Linked DNA regions of Mus musculus: regions 2, 3 and 4 are each linked to region 1. A link is a contact called in public Hi-C and HiChIP or PLAC-seq data. All regions are on one chromosome and are shown on one strand. The core of a region is the stretch at or near the end of the contact, and the rest is flanking DNA. Distances in the headings are between cores, read along the strand shown. Region 1 overlaps Rftn1 (raftlin lipid raft linker 1). Region 2 holds the start of AY702103 (cDNA sequence AY702103). Region 3 holds the start of Rftn1 (raftlin lipid raft linker 1). Region 4 overlaps Rftn1 (raftlin lipid raft linker 1).

Region 1 (3,215 bases), core at 263-2,762:
ATGACAATGTACTTGAGACTGGTTGTTTATGTGAGAAATGGTTATTAATTTATTTTACTTTTTTATTTAACATTTTAAAATCAAAGACGGCCTGGTGGGGGGGACTCTCATTTTCCAAACCTTCCCCCTCCTTCTTTGAACTGATGAATCAATCATAAAGACTGTGCAGTCAGTTCTCATCCATGGAAACGAGAGTCACCACCTACATCAGGGATAAAAGACAGAGCTACTCTGGCCCCAGTGTGCTTGCCAGCCTGACCTGGGTTCCAATGCACGCATTCTGCAGGAAAGACCCATCGCCTTGCTGAGTTGATTTCTGCACTGTCCATGTGTTCCTTTGTACAACACAAAGATTATTCTTTGTTTCTAACAATTTATGAAAGTATGCATTTAAAATTTTAAATCTTATTTAATTTTATATGCATGCTGTTTTGCCTGTATGTATGTCTGTGTACCACATGTATGTCCGAAGCCAAAGAAGCCAGCAAGTTCATCAGATCCCTTGGAACTAGAATTACAGATGGTTGTGAACTACCATATGGGTGCTGGGAATTGAACCTGGGTCCTCTGGAAGAGCAGCCGGTGCTCTTAACCACTGTCACTCTATCCCTAAAGGTGATTTTTAGCTCATACTTTTGGATCCTGATAATCCAAGATCTGACAGCTTTGTTTAAGCCTCTAGTAAGGGCCACTCAGCCTGCATCACAATATGGCTGAGAGACAGAAAGGGAACCTGTCCCATGCAGGCAGCCTACGGATGTGGATTCAATTCAGTGAATAACAACCTCTTCTCACCAAGAATGAACGCCCGCCCTCGGGGAGACACCATTAGTCTCTTTCAGTCAGAAAGGATAGGGACAGACAGACATGAGTATAAGTCATAAGGAGAGCAACTCAGGGACCCAGAAACCAAGTCATTCCTCTGAACTGCCCCTGATCATGCAACTTCCCTCCGACAGATAAAGAAAGGCCCACCCCATTCAGGGATTACCCCTCCCCACAACAGTAAAAATCCTCTGGAAACTCCCTAAGAACCCTCAGGATCTCTCTCTCTCTCTCTCTCTCTCTCTCTCTCTCTCTCTCTCTCTGAGACAGGGTTTCTCTGTATAGCTCTGGCTGTCCTGGAACTCACTCTGTAGACCAGGCTGGCCTTGAACTCAGAAATCCGCCTGCCTCTGCCTTCTGAGTGCTGGGATTAAAGGTGTGTGCCACCACGCCCGGCCCTTCAGGATCTCTTAAGCCACAGGCTTGCTGGAGCTCACTCCCAGTCTGACGGTGCACTGAACGGTCTTACTCTCCATTTAAATAAATGTATACTTTAAGCCCTCCTCTAAATCTTCTTCAATTCTTTTCCCAAGACACAACCTCAACATACTATTGTGGGAGAGCCTAGACAGCTTCCCCAGTAACACCTTCTAAGAATCAAGAGTGTGGTCTCCATTGTTAAGGAGCTGATCAGATATCACCAGGCCTGGGGGATGGGAGGGCGGACCCTCTGTCATCATCAGCAGTTTGTAGAAGCAGGAACCGAAACTTCTAGACGGAAGGCTGCTCTCAAGAATGTGATCTCCAGCCCTGGGTGGAGACGTGGCATTCTGAATTTGCCAGAAGGTCATAAGATGATTATCTGGCAGGAGGAAGCTTTCTGGTAAAGAACAAAAACATTGTGCCCCACCCATAACAGAATCCAAATGGGTCTGTCAATCACCTAGACAAAAAAGAAAGAAAGAGAGAGAGAGAGAGAGAGAGAGAGAGAGAGAGAGAGAGAGAGAGAAAGGAAGAAGCAAGGCTTCCAGGAAAAGCAGCCTGTTGTAGAAGCTAGAAGTATAAAATTTACATAGAGTACACAGTGCAATAGTCCCTCTGGCCACTGTTCAGTCCCAAGCTTTGAGAGTGCCTTGCTTTACCATGCCACAGAACCTATCACCTATAATAAGCCCAACGGCTTATCTGAATTCTTCCACTGCAGATCAAAAGAACCAGGGAACTGAGGGTACAGAGGGGACTCTCAATGACACATATGACTGACTACCTAGCCATAGGCCCACTTCTTAACTGTGGAGTCATCTTTCCACATTGTCACACTGGGGACCAAGCTGGCAGTGCAAAGCCCTCAGGAGGACAAGCTGCAGCCAAACCACACTATGGCCATGTGACTAGCAATATCCAATACTGCAATATGGCTATACTCAAGCTGACTGCTAGTAAGGAATGCAGTCAGTCCTATAGCATAAGGGATTGGTCAAACTCAGAGTGAGTTTATGAATGTACTCTTTAACCAAGGCCTCTAGGAAGGCACAGGGTCCTGGTAGAACCTTGCGAGGCCCTAGTTAGAGAACTCAGCTTAGGTGTGTGTGTGTGTGTGTGTGTGTGTGTGTGTGTGTGTGTGTATACACGTGTGCCTGCCTGTCTGCCTGTCTGTCTGCCTGCCTGTCTACCTGCCTGTCTGTTTATAGAAGGTTGGTATGATGGCTTAGTGGGTAAAATGTGCTTGCTGCTAAGCAGGGCAACCTGAGTTTGTTCCCTGGAGCATACATAATGAAAGGAGAGGACAGACTCCTTCCAGATGTCCTCTGACTTCCACAGGTGTGCCACAGTATGTACACACCCACACATACACATGGAGCATAAAATAAATGGACACATAAAGTCAGGTGTTAAAAAGTAAATTCAAGGTCTTACAGAATCATTTCCTACCTTTTTAATCTCAAACACACGAGGGCAGCTGGAGAGCGAGGCCACCCTAACACACGCTGTCTTGAGAGTTCACTTTGTGTGTCTGATTTGTGGTGAAGACGGAACCCTTCCACCTGCCCACCCAACCGCTGCAGCTATAGCTGCTGGTTCTCAGAGCCTGGGGCCTGGACCACCCATTATTCTTGGGCTTTGAACTGCACCTCTGGCTGAGTCTCCATATTCAAGGATTTAAATGGATGTTAGCTAAAGCCAAGGCCTTACAATGAATCTCACGGTGGGTGTGGGTGCTCACAACATCCACTGCTTGCTCTGTTTCCTCCTGAGAAACTGATACTCACCTTCCTGCCATTCAGGGCGTACATAATGGTTCTATTTAAAGATTTTATTTTTAAATGTGTGTGTCTGTATATGTGTGGTAGGGGTGTGTGCAAATCCTGGTGAAGGCCAGAGAATGTGGGATGCCCTGGTGCAGCTGTTACAGGCAGTCATAAACTGCCTGACACGGGTGCTGAGAACTG
Region 2 (3,215 bases), core at 513-3,012, 210 kb after region 1:
GGCATTGTCCTGGACATCTTTGTTGGCTTGAGCTGGGCAGCTTTGTTGGCTTACGGCGCCACCTAACGGGGATGAGGTAGATTACACAGCGTTGTTGCATCCTCCCGGGCTGCCTCCTGCGGGATGAGTGAGATACCAGCCTCAAGTTGTAGGATGCTAACCTGGTGCTGAAGGGTCACCCACTCTCAAAGGCAGACTCCTCCGCTAAATGGAATTTCTAATGCTTTACTTTTAAACATCCGCTGTGTGTGTGTGTGTGTGTGTGTGTGTGTGTGTGTGTAGGACAACTCGTGGATGTTAGAAGACGCCTTGTTAGAGTTGGTTCTCCCCTTCCCCCACTTGGGTCCCAGAGATCAGGTCACTTGACTTGAGGCAAGCATGGTCACCCTGTGAACCATCGTGACTGTCATGTATTTTTTTATTTGATTTTTTTTTAAAGGTAGGATCTTAGTAACCCAGGCTGACTTTGAAATCCTTGTATAGCTGAAACTGACCTTGAACTTCTGACCCTTCTGCCTCCAGGACTGGGACCACATAGGTGTGCTCCACCACACTCTTCTGTACAAGGTGCTGGGGTGGAACCCAGAGCTTCCGGTGTGTATTGTGCAAGCAGCCTGCCAGCTGAGACACACGCCTTCCTTGTGTGTTGCTGAGAGGGAGGAGGAAGAGAGAATCTGAAAGGGGGTTGGGTGTCAAGAATTACTGATGTAGCAGTAAGAAGCGCTAAAATGCTTCCTCTACTTTATCCCACCATTTGGGACACTCCTGGGCCGGCAAGCGTGCTTCTGGATGCTTTGGAAAGCCACAGCAGGGAAGGTGGGGTCTCCTTAAAGCTGGAGAGATGATGTGGAACTGTGGGGACCGTGGTGGAACAGACAACACATCTTCTTTCAGGGTGTCGTCCTTCAGCTGCCAATTGCCAGCAAATGTGGTCTCATCGTCCTGTTTGCCAAAGCCAAGGGTGTGTATAAGACCCAGGAGCGAGAGGGTGTGGCCTTTGGAGATCTCTGCCGTGGGCTGTCAGTTTGGGAGAGCAGCATGGTATCCCAGTCACCAAGTAGTAGAGGTACTGGGGACTGGAGGAAGCAAAGCAGCAGGAGCCCTGTGACTGGGCACTCAACATGGAAGCCAGGGAGATGGCAAGCTCTCAAATTAGCAAGGGACATCTGAGAGATTTAGACTTCCTGCAAAGGGTAGTCCAATTCTAGAACGATTCTCCAGGATCTAGAAGATGTAGGTCTGTGCACAGCTCACTGTGACTCAGCTACCAATGTCAGTGGTAGGACTGTACCACTAGTGTGTTTGTTCAAGACGGTGCCTCCAAGGTCCTGCTGGCTGCAGATATCCCTGCCTCCAGGTCCTCAGAATCTAGCTTCAAGACTGTGTCCTCTACCAGCAAATCATCTTTCCAGGACAGGTGTTCTTTCTTGTCAAGAGAAGGGAATGTTGTCAAGATTACCCAGAGCTCTGAGAGCAGCTGGAACAACACTTTAAAAAGGGGTTCATGACAACACCTGGGTTAGATATGCAGGCCACTCAAGTGCCAGGAATGGCTTTCCTGCCCTGGACTCCCTTTGCAAACTCTATATATTTTGTAAACTCTGTACACTTTATAAAGTTTGTAAACCTCAACTCAGAAAATGGTCCTGGCTGAGACTGAGGCTCTCCAGCAGCCAGGCCCCTCCCCCAGAACCCCACTAACTGTCATAACTGTCAGAAGGGTCATCTCCAGCATGTCAACAGGCCCCACCCACGTTATGCTAATTCTAGGTGAAAAGCCTGAATAAAAGCCACCAATTCCTGAATAGGAAAATCCACCAAACCCTGAACTTCCCACAGAAACTCACCTATCCCTGGACATCAAAACCCACCAATCCCTGAACAGGTAAACTCACCAATCCCTGAGCTCCCTCAGGCTCAGAAATTGAGATGCCAGCCATCCTCACTCTGGAAATCTTACTCTAGAAAGGTCCATGCCCTAAGAACACCTATACAAGCACTGGACTTTGTCCAATTAGCAAGTGCTCTCTGCACTCTCCTGAAACCATAGGCACTAATATTCCAGGATGCATTCTTCCATACTGTGGACACACCAATGAATGCCTTTCATGAGCTCTGCTGTCATGTTCTTCTCTCATTGGAAGAAGACAAGAAGCAATGAAGACAAGAAAGGAAGAGAAGGAGTAGGCTTGAGGCTCCTGAGCTCAGCTGGGGACATCCTTCCCTGGAGCTGGGAAGCCTCCAATGAGGAAGGAGACTTCCTCTCAAAGATGTGTGGTTCCTGGGCCCCCGTGTCTCCAGAAACCCTTCCCTTGGGACACTGTCACACCTCAGAGCTGGATGGTTCCTGAGTTCCAAGGCCCTGAACACCTTCTCATCCAAGCACAAAGGCCAACAACCAGGGCCACTGGCCCTACAAGATCCAGATATCATCTGGTAAAGTCTGAGAACCAACTCCCAGAGATGGGTCATGCAGAAGTTAATCCTGAAGCTCCATCTTCCTCAACACTGGCAGATAAAAGCCACCCAGGAGCCTCCACAGGAGCGCCTGTCTCATCAATGGGTCCAGCCATATTCCAGATTTGGAAGGACCTTTGCAAGGATCTGACAAACATTGCAGGAAGATCTCTGAGAGATCTGTACAGGATCCCAGAGGGTTCCCTGGGCAAAGATCTAGAGGCTGTCTCCGAGACACGGGTGGACAGTTGCTATGTCAGACAGCCAAGAAGTGACTCACCAAGTCCCCAGCTAGTCTCCCCAGGAAAACAGCAGCTAGAGGGTATACTGAAAACCACTCAAGCAGCAAGTGGAGCCATTACAATGCCATTAAGGTGCCTGTGGGCACTTGTCAAGGAATTGCTGTGGACCACACAGTGGTCCTGCCTGAAAACTCAGAGACAAGTTCTGAAAACCCAGAGACAAATATGGAAGCTCAGAAGCAGTGATCCTTGAATGATGGGGCCACCTGCAAGAATATTTCCCAATGGGCCTTCATTCCTACAAGAAGATGCCTTTTGGGTGAGGCAAAAAGATGGAGCTTGCTTCTCAGAGACCTCAAAATCCTACATCTTTCCAACACAAACAGGTCTGTAGCTTTGCCATTTCCCACAGCCTCTGACTCCCTCTCCGACCTGCTGGGATTCTAGAGATGATTTCCTGGGAGAGCTTTTTCAGAAAAGTTCAGAAGAGGAAGTGAGGACAAAAATGGCTTCTAG
Region 3 (3,215 bases), core at 516-3,015, 170 kb after region 1:
GAGGCAGAGAAAAAAATTCACTGACTAGTAGCCCCAATTTATTCCTGCACCAAATCGATTAGCTAACTACGCAATCTGCCTCATTTGTCCCTTGTCCACGATGGGGGTCGGGGGGACGGGACAAAACGACACAGTGTCCTACCCCACTAATGGAGGCACAGGGAGGCTTCCCCAGCTTGAGGCTGCGATTGCTCGGACCTCATGAAACCTCTACAGAAGGCAGAAGAGTCTGCAAGCTCACTCTAGGTAACACTGCTTAACTGAGGTCAGAGCACAGCACCACACAGCTCGTTGTTTAACCCCTGAGGATGAGTGGCTGGTGACATCTGGTGTCACTTGAACTTCCTCAGAATCCAGCTGGTCAGAAGGTACAAATTAGGAATCCTGGCAGCCACGGGTATGCTGGGTTCAATGGCCCTACCCATGGGTTTGTAGGCCACTCACATTACACCCTGGGCTTCCTTCCTGGAAAAGGCTTATCCTGAGATGACACTCCATAGTAGCCGTTGGGAGACACCTGTTCTGACCTTAACACCACCACCCACTCCCACCCCACCTCCCTGCGCCCCTTCTGAAAACAGCTGTATGAACAGAGGGTCTGTTGCTGGGCAGTTAGGCAGCCACTCATATACAAAGATCTGTGCCAGATTCTTTTTAAAAAATAGTTTTTGTTTGTAAGCCCCTAAACAAACTCACTCACACCACCCACCGCCCACAGGGGGCAGCTGAGAGCCAGCAGCCAACAGGCATCAGGGAGCACGCGCGGGGCTAACCCTGCCCTCTGCGCGATTCTGGCCTCCAAAGACAGTGATGCCAGTAGACCTGGCGCACTCGCCTGACAGTCAGGCTTCTTTAAATACACACTCCCTCCTCCTCGCCCAGACCCCATGCCCATCCTGGTGTGCCCCATGCCTAGAAAAGTGTGTTACAACAAGGCAAGAAAAAAAATCCCCTTTTCAGAGGAGAAAAGCCCCATTTCTGGTGCCTGGGATTTAGCTCTCAGTATTTCCACCGAGTACCCTCCTGCCTGCTCTCAAGAGTCGCACACCTCTTCCCTGGGTCGAGCCCAGGTCTCCGGGTGCACGTGGGCGGTGGCAACTCCCATCTGCTCCGGGCCCAGTACCCACTAAGGCCCCGGGTCCTGACCCACCTGTAGCCTCCAAGCTCCCCTCCGCGTCCTTCTAGCAGACCTCCGCCTGCGAAGCCCAGGACCCCCAGCAGGCGACCTCTCACCCCAACGCTCTCTCGCTTGTTTGTTTTGCTTTTTTTCCCCCTCTTCATCGGGGGAAAAAAAGTTGGCCCAGAATCTGGCGTCCCATCGATCTGTCCCCATCCCCACGCGACCTGCACCAGGGGGCTCGCCTAACAGCTCCGGAGCCCCCGAGGTGCCACGAGGAGCTGTCGCCTGCTCACCCGGATCCCGGGCCAGCAGAGCCAGCGACCCAGGCCTCTGCGCGCCACCTCGCCGGCCCGCCGCACGCCCACCTACCTTAGGGGACCAGCAGCGGTGACCGTGGCGCGGGCGGAGACAGCGTGCTGTGTCCCGGGATGAAAGTTTGTGCCATGCAGAGCAGGGCGGCGCGCGGACGACGCGACCCCGGGGGTGGGGGCAGAGCGCGGGGCGCGGCCGCTCGCTTGTCGTCTGTCCCTCCGGCGCTGGCCGCACAGGTACCTCTCCAGAGCCAGTGGCCGCCGCGCTCCCGCTCGCTGCGCTCTGCGCCCTGCGCGCTCTGATTCCAGCCCCGCCGCCCCCACTCCACCCCGCGCCGCCGCCGCCGCCTCCGCCGCGCGTCCGCCCGCTACACTTCCTCTTCCTCTGAACTCATGTGCAAAATATGCTGTGCTGCATCTTCTTGGGGGAAGCCGAGCGGCCCCTGGCAGCCCCGCACGAGAGACCCGTCCGCCCCGTGCGTCGCCAGCGCCGCGCAACCGGGCTCTCCCTCCCCCTCCCCCTAACCCCACCTCTCTTTCCCAGGCTTGGGTTTTGGGACCTGCTTAGGAGAGCACCAAGGTGGCAGCCAAAATACTGGGAAGGCGACGGCCATCAACGTGCTGATTGATGGCTAGGGCGGGGAGGAGAGCTAGAAAGAGATCCATTCTGGACCCATTCCACAGGTGGGAACGTCCCCAGGCAGCTTCTGCTCCCAGGTTTATCTCTCCGAAAGTAGTGCTTGGGAAGAGAAATAGTACCACTGGCCTCAGCCTCTTTCCCGACTTTATCCAGGTATCCAAAGGTTTGAGATCCTGATGCAATTGGGTCATCTTAGCCTAGCAAAATGGATTCCCCAATGAGAATCCATAAGGCTGTTCCCTAAAACAGGGCTGCTTTACCATAGTGAAAGTGTGAAATCCTGTCTCCTTGAGGCCAGTAAAACAAAACAGAATTACCGTGCAGGGCTTGAGAGCAGGAACCCTAGAGACAAATGGTCAGGATGGATTGCTGCCTTCTGTCCTTACTTCCCAGTGACTGGGGGTGACTTTGGGCCTGTTCATCGGCCAACCAGCACTTCCTTGTGTCTTATTAAATGGAAAATGCTTGGAAGCGTTCTATAATTCTGCGATTATCGTTATTATCATCATTACCATAAGGGGCTGAGATTTAATTGATTACCCTGTTCTGGTTGGGCAAAGAAGGGTCCTTAGGCATTGGAGCTACACGCGGCAGAGGGCTGGCTGATCTAGACCCTGTGTTTTAATGAGGTCCTTCTGGTACTAGAAACATGCGCGAGGGGGGAGGCAGCACTGCCTGTTTACAGGAACTCCTCTTGTGAGAGCTACTCAGGGATTTTCTTCCCTGTGGCCCTCTCCTACTCCCCCCATCACTCTGCCCCTGAATTGTCTTTTTACTCCTCTGCCTATTTACCCACCCCATCCCGGCATTCCGCCCACTTTTCTCCACATTTCCCTATCCCTAGTTCATGTCTGGAAATAATAAGCCAGGACAGGGGTCCAGGGCACCCCAGTGTTGAACATTTATTTATGAAGTCAAAGGGAGGGAGGGTGCCTTTCCGCTAAAGATCCTGCTGAGACCTGGAAATCAGGACTCTTACACCAGTGTTCAGGACCGTTGATGGTCACTACAGAGAGAAAACAGCACCTAACAGAACCTAACAGTGCCAGCCAGTGGTCAACAAGAAATCGCAGGGCATCAAAGAAGAGAGGGACAAGGAGGAGGACAGGGAGAGGCAGAGGCAGAGGGAGAGAGACAAACATGG
Region 4 (3,215 bases), core at 258-2,757, 150 kb after region 1:
ATTTAGACAGGAATTGATATTCAAACATCTCAAAAGTAGATGCCCCCTTCTCGTCTTCCTTTTTATTCAGGCCAAATGGCAGGAAATAACTACACACACACACACACACACACACACACACACACACACACACGTGTGCACACACACTTCAAGTCTTTTCCAGCTAAAATGAAATCGACGGAGCCTAACAGGGCCAGAGAGACCTCAAGCCGTACCTACCCGTGTTGGAAGATCAGTGGCCTCAGCTTGCCAAGGAGACAGAGAAATGGGAAAACAATAAACGGAGAGCAAGATTCTCTCAGTCTTTGATTGACACCAGTGAAGGTTTCCCATGTATTTGCATAGAATGACGTGTAATTCACAACGTGTCTTACTATGGGAGGGGGGGATCCCCTTTGCACCCTGGGCATGAAGTGTTCCTCCTCTCTGGCACACTGCCCTGCCATGGAAATGCTTCTCTAAAATACAACACACCACACACACACACACACACACACACACATGCGCACACACAAAAGTGCAGGGACTGCTTCCTCTAAAGACAAGGATTTCCTCCGCTGATCCATTCATAGGGTTCCCAGCTTCCTAAAGCCATTTGGCAAGTTTCAGAAAAACAAACTGAACTTCAAAAAAAAGCTAGTAACGGCATGGGAGGGAGCAGGAAGGGGTGAGGTAGGCACAACCACGACCTGCCTCTGCTTTGCAGTAATTAAAAAAGGCAGAGAGAATGGATAGCAACCGGAAGCCTGACTTATGCCTTAATAAGGGGACATTAGTGTCCAAGAGCTGGAGCACATATGATGTATGTGCAGTCTGTGTGAACTGATAACTTGAAAACTACTGGGTCATTCTTCAGACACAACAGCTGATGTGTGCATCGGCTACTGAAGGAGCCATGCAAAGCAAGCTGCTGCCGTGTGTAAGTGGGGAGCAGAAAGCAATGGACCTGAGGCTCTTGGTGCAAAGAGTCCAGAAATGTCCTTCATTCCTGACAGTTTCTAAGAGTTGAGCCCGGAGGGAAAGGAAGGAGTCTGTGAGCACAGCACAAGGCTGGCAGGAGCTTGGAGGAGCCGAGGTGAGCTCTGCTATACAGATTTGGGCATGTGGAGATGTTGGGGACCCTGCAAGAGTAAAGGATGAGGGAGAAAAGGAAGGGCAGGCTGTGACATCTGTCATCCTTGGCCTCATAGGTCAGAAGCCAAAGCCACCACTCGCCCAGAATGCCTTTATGAGCTGTAAAGAGGGTGCCCTGTCCTCTGAGGAATGAAGTCCTATGCTAGCTGTGGTGAGGAGAGGAGGGGGGAGGGGAGGAGAGGAGAGGAGAGGGGAAGGGGAGGGGAGGAGAGGGGAAGGGGAGGGAAAGGGGAGGGGAGGAGAGGGGAAGGGGAGGGGAGGAAAGGAGAGAAGAGGGGAAGGGGAAGGGAGGAAAGGAGAGGCTGGACCTAAGCCCCTACTTAACCGCTGTGAGTCACCTTCACAACTGAGGGTCACACTGCTGCATCAGTAGGGGAAAAGAAACCAAGAGGGTGAGATTCCAACTGGTCATGACTGCCCTAGAGGCACAGGCAGAGAAGTGTGGAGAGGAGGTTTCCCAAGCAGGAGAAAAAGATGTAAAGACAGCCAGGGCCCTGAGAAGCAGAGATGACCACGAAACCTGTCTGTGGATGAAGAGATCCTGAGGCTGGGTGAGCTACCTGTGGAATGCTTGTACAGTGTGCTGGCCAGCCAGCTCCAACTCTCACTGAACAGAGCTAACGCTTACCAAAGCAGAGCTGGGAGGAAATGCTGCTCTCACTCTCTCTCTCTCTCTCTCTCTCTCTCTCTCTCTCGCTCTCGCTCTCTCTCTCTCGCTCTCTCTCCAGCTAACAGGACTCATTTCTCACACCACTGTGCTCTGCAGACCTTATCCCCTCCCCGTCCCCCAGATCAGCCAGGAAAAGAGAAACTACCCAGCAGCCTTCTTGAGACAGCCCCAGCAAGCATGGTACAGTGTGGACACACACAGATGACCAAGGACGTCATCTAGTGTATTGCTCGCCAGGCAAATGGCAGAAGGGTCGCAGGGAGAAAGACAGAACAGCCCTTTGTATGGGTCAGGCACCCTACTTGGAATATTCAAAGCCTGAAACCTTTTGAGAGATGATGTGGGGAAATGGTGGGTCTCAGAGCATTTAGGAGTTTGGAATTTCACAAGAGGAACTCAGCTGGGAAAGTCTATGTTAAGATTCCCCCAATTCAAGATTCTGAAATCTGAACTGATTAGATCTCCAAGAATAAGGGATTCTGAGTCGGTGCCAAGTGCTGGTGAGCATACAGAGCTGTTCAAGATTGGATGTAACTCTTCTGTTTTCTTTAAGTATTTACTTACTTTAAATTGTGTGTGTGTGTGTGTGTGTGTGTGTGTGTATTTGCTTACATGTATGTCTGTGCACTGTGTGCATGGCTGGAGCCCATGGAGGCCAGAGAGGGGGTGAGACTCTCTGAAAACAGGATTACAAGCAGTTGTAAGTTGCCACGTGCATGCTGAGACCCAAACCAACCTGGGTCCTCTGCAAGAGCAGCAAGTGCTCTTCAGTGCTGAGCCATCTCTCCAGGCTCCATTTCATTCTTTAGCTGTCTGTTTTATAATAGAGAACAGCAAGATTTTGCATAAAATATTCCTAGTAAATATCTCTTATAGTAATAAATGCTGCCAAACCATGTCACCAGTGAGTGCTTTTACATCTTCAAAATGAAAAAGAAAAAAAATGAATAAAACAGTACAACCCAAAGCAAATGGAATTCTCCTGCTTATTCTGCTAGTGAGATAGTTTGGGGGCATGGCAAATGGTAGTCTGTGGGAAGGTTGTGTGGATACTGTCTTGGGATCTAGGGAATCCTCTCCAGATCTGTGTCAACAAAAATGTGTAGGTGTGGGTATCACAAAGCCCAAGAACGCCCATGGCCCCGCTTCCCAGAACCACCTAATGACCTCATAGCCACTTCTATACATGGGAGTATACTCATGCAACTGAGATTCAGAAACTAAGGAGTTCACGGGACAGCATGGCTCTGTCCCAGTCAGTGTTCTTCTGCTGTAAAGACACCATGACCACGGCAACTCTTTAAAATGAAGCGTTTGATCGGAGGCTTGCTTACAATTCAGAGGTTTAGTCCATTATGGTCATGCTGGGATGTGTGGCGGTATACAGGCAGACATGCTGCTGGAGAAGTAG

The links. A called contact is a pair of places that touch in the nucleus more often than the background predicts. HiChIP or PLAC-seq counts read pairs in DNA pulled down with a chosen protein or histone mark.
Region 2: an H3K27ac HiChIP or PLAC-seq map of bone marrow-derived dendritic cells shows a contact between it and region 1, with 11 times the contacts expected there. The contact joins the promoter of AY702103 here to the enhancer-like site in region 1. A contact is called at or near these places in 4 of 39 promoter capture datasets (the C10 cell line, hippocampal neurons, liver and 1 more), 3 of 484 Hi-C or Micro-C datasets (the 63-12 cell line, bone marrow-derived macrophages and nephron progenitors), 4 of 115 datasets of contacts at active chromatin or transcription factors (bone marrow-derived dendritic cells, cardiomyocytes, embryonic basal ganglia and 1 more) and 1 of 9 other capture datasets (embryonic stem cells).
Region 3: a contact with region 1 is called in an H3K27ac HiChIP or PLAC-seq map of bone marrow-derived dendritic cells, with 5 times the contacts expected there. The contact joins the promoter of Rftn1 here to the enhancer-like site in region 1. A contact is called at or near these places in 2 of 39 promoter capture datasets (hippocampal neurons and pre-B cells), 10 of 484 Hi-C or Micro-C datasets (B cells, Th1 cells, bone marrow-derived dendritic cells and 7 more), 19 of 115 datasets of contacts at active chromatin or transcription factors (bone marrow-derived dendritic cells, bone marrow-derived macrophages, cardiomyocytes and 14 more) and 3 of 9 other capture datasets (adipose tissue, liver and pancreatic islet).
Region 4: a Hi-C map of bone marrow-derived macrophages shows a contact between it and region 1, with 36 read pairs. The contact joins two enhancer-like sites. A contact is called at or near these places in 4 of 484 Hi-C or Micro-C datasets (Th1 cells, bone marrow-derived macrophages, cerebral cortex and 1 more), 12 of 115 datasets of contacts at active chromatin or transcription factors (bone marrow-derived dendritic cells, bone marrow-derived macrophages, cardiomyocytes and 9 more) and 3 of 9 other capture datasets (adipose tissue, liver and pancreatic islet).

Annotation. Positions count from the first base shown.
Region 1 is chr17:50,023,754-50,026,968 of GRCm38.p6, forward strand. All of the region lies in intron 7 of Rftn1 (raftlin lipid raft linker 1), which reads right to left. Among named protein-coding and RNA genes, the nearest start is that of Gm52302, 9.1 kb to the right of the region's middle. Within about 2 kb of position 1,513, at least 98 of the 459 cell types and tissues checked have an H3K27ac peak or open chromatin away from gene starts, as enhancers often do. A contact at or near this core is called in the 63-12 cell line, B cells, Th1 cells and 7 more, where this site is marked.
Region 2 is chr17:50,237,446-50,240,660 of GRCm38.p6, forward strand. AY702103 (cDNA sequence AY702103) reads left to right here and starts at 1,763. Exons shown (of 2, transcript NR_131975.1): 1 at 1,763-3,215.
Region 3 is chr17:50,188,732-50,191,946 of GRCm38.p6, forward strand. It overlaps Rftn1 (raftlin lipid raft linker 1), which reads right to left and starts at 1,766. Exons shown (of 10, transcript NM_181397.2): 1 at 1,490-1,766.
Region 4 is chr17:50,169,639-50,172,853 of GRCm38.p6, forward strand. All of the region lies in intron 1 of Rftn1 (raftlin lipid raft linker 1), which reads right to left. Among named protein-coding and RNA genes, the nearest start is that of Rftn1, 19 kb to the right of the region's middle. Within about 2 kb of position 1,508, at least 53 of the 459 cell types and tissues checked have an H3K27ac peak or open chromatin away from gene starts, as enhancers often do. A contact at or near this core is called in Th1 cells, adipose tissue, bone marrow-derived dendritic cells and 2 more, where this site is marked.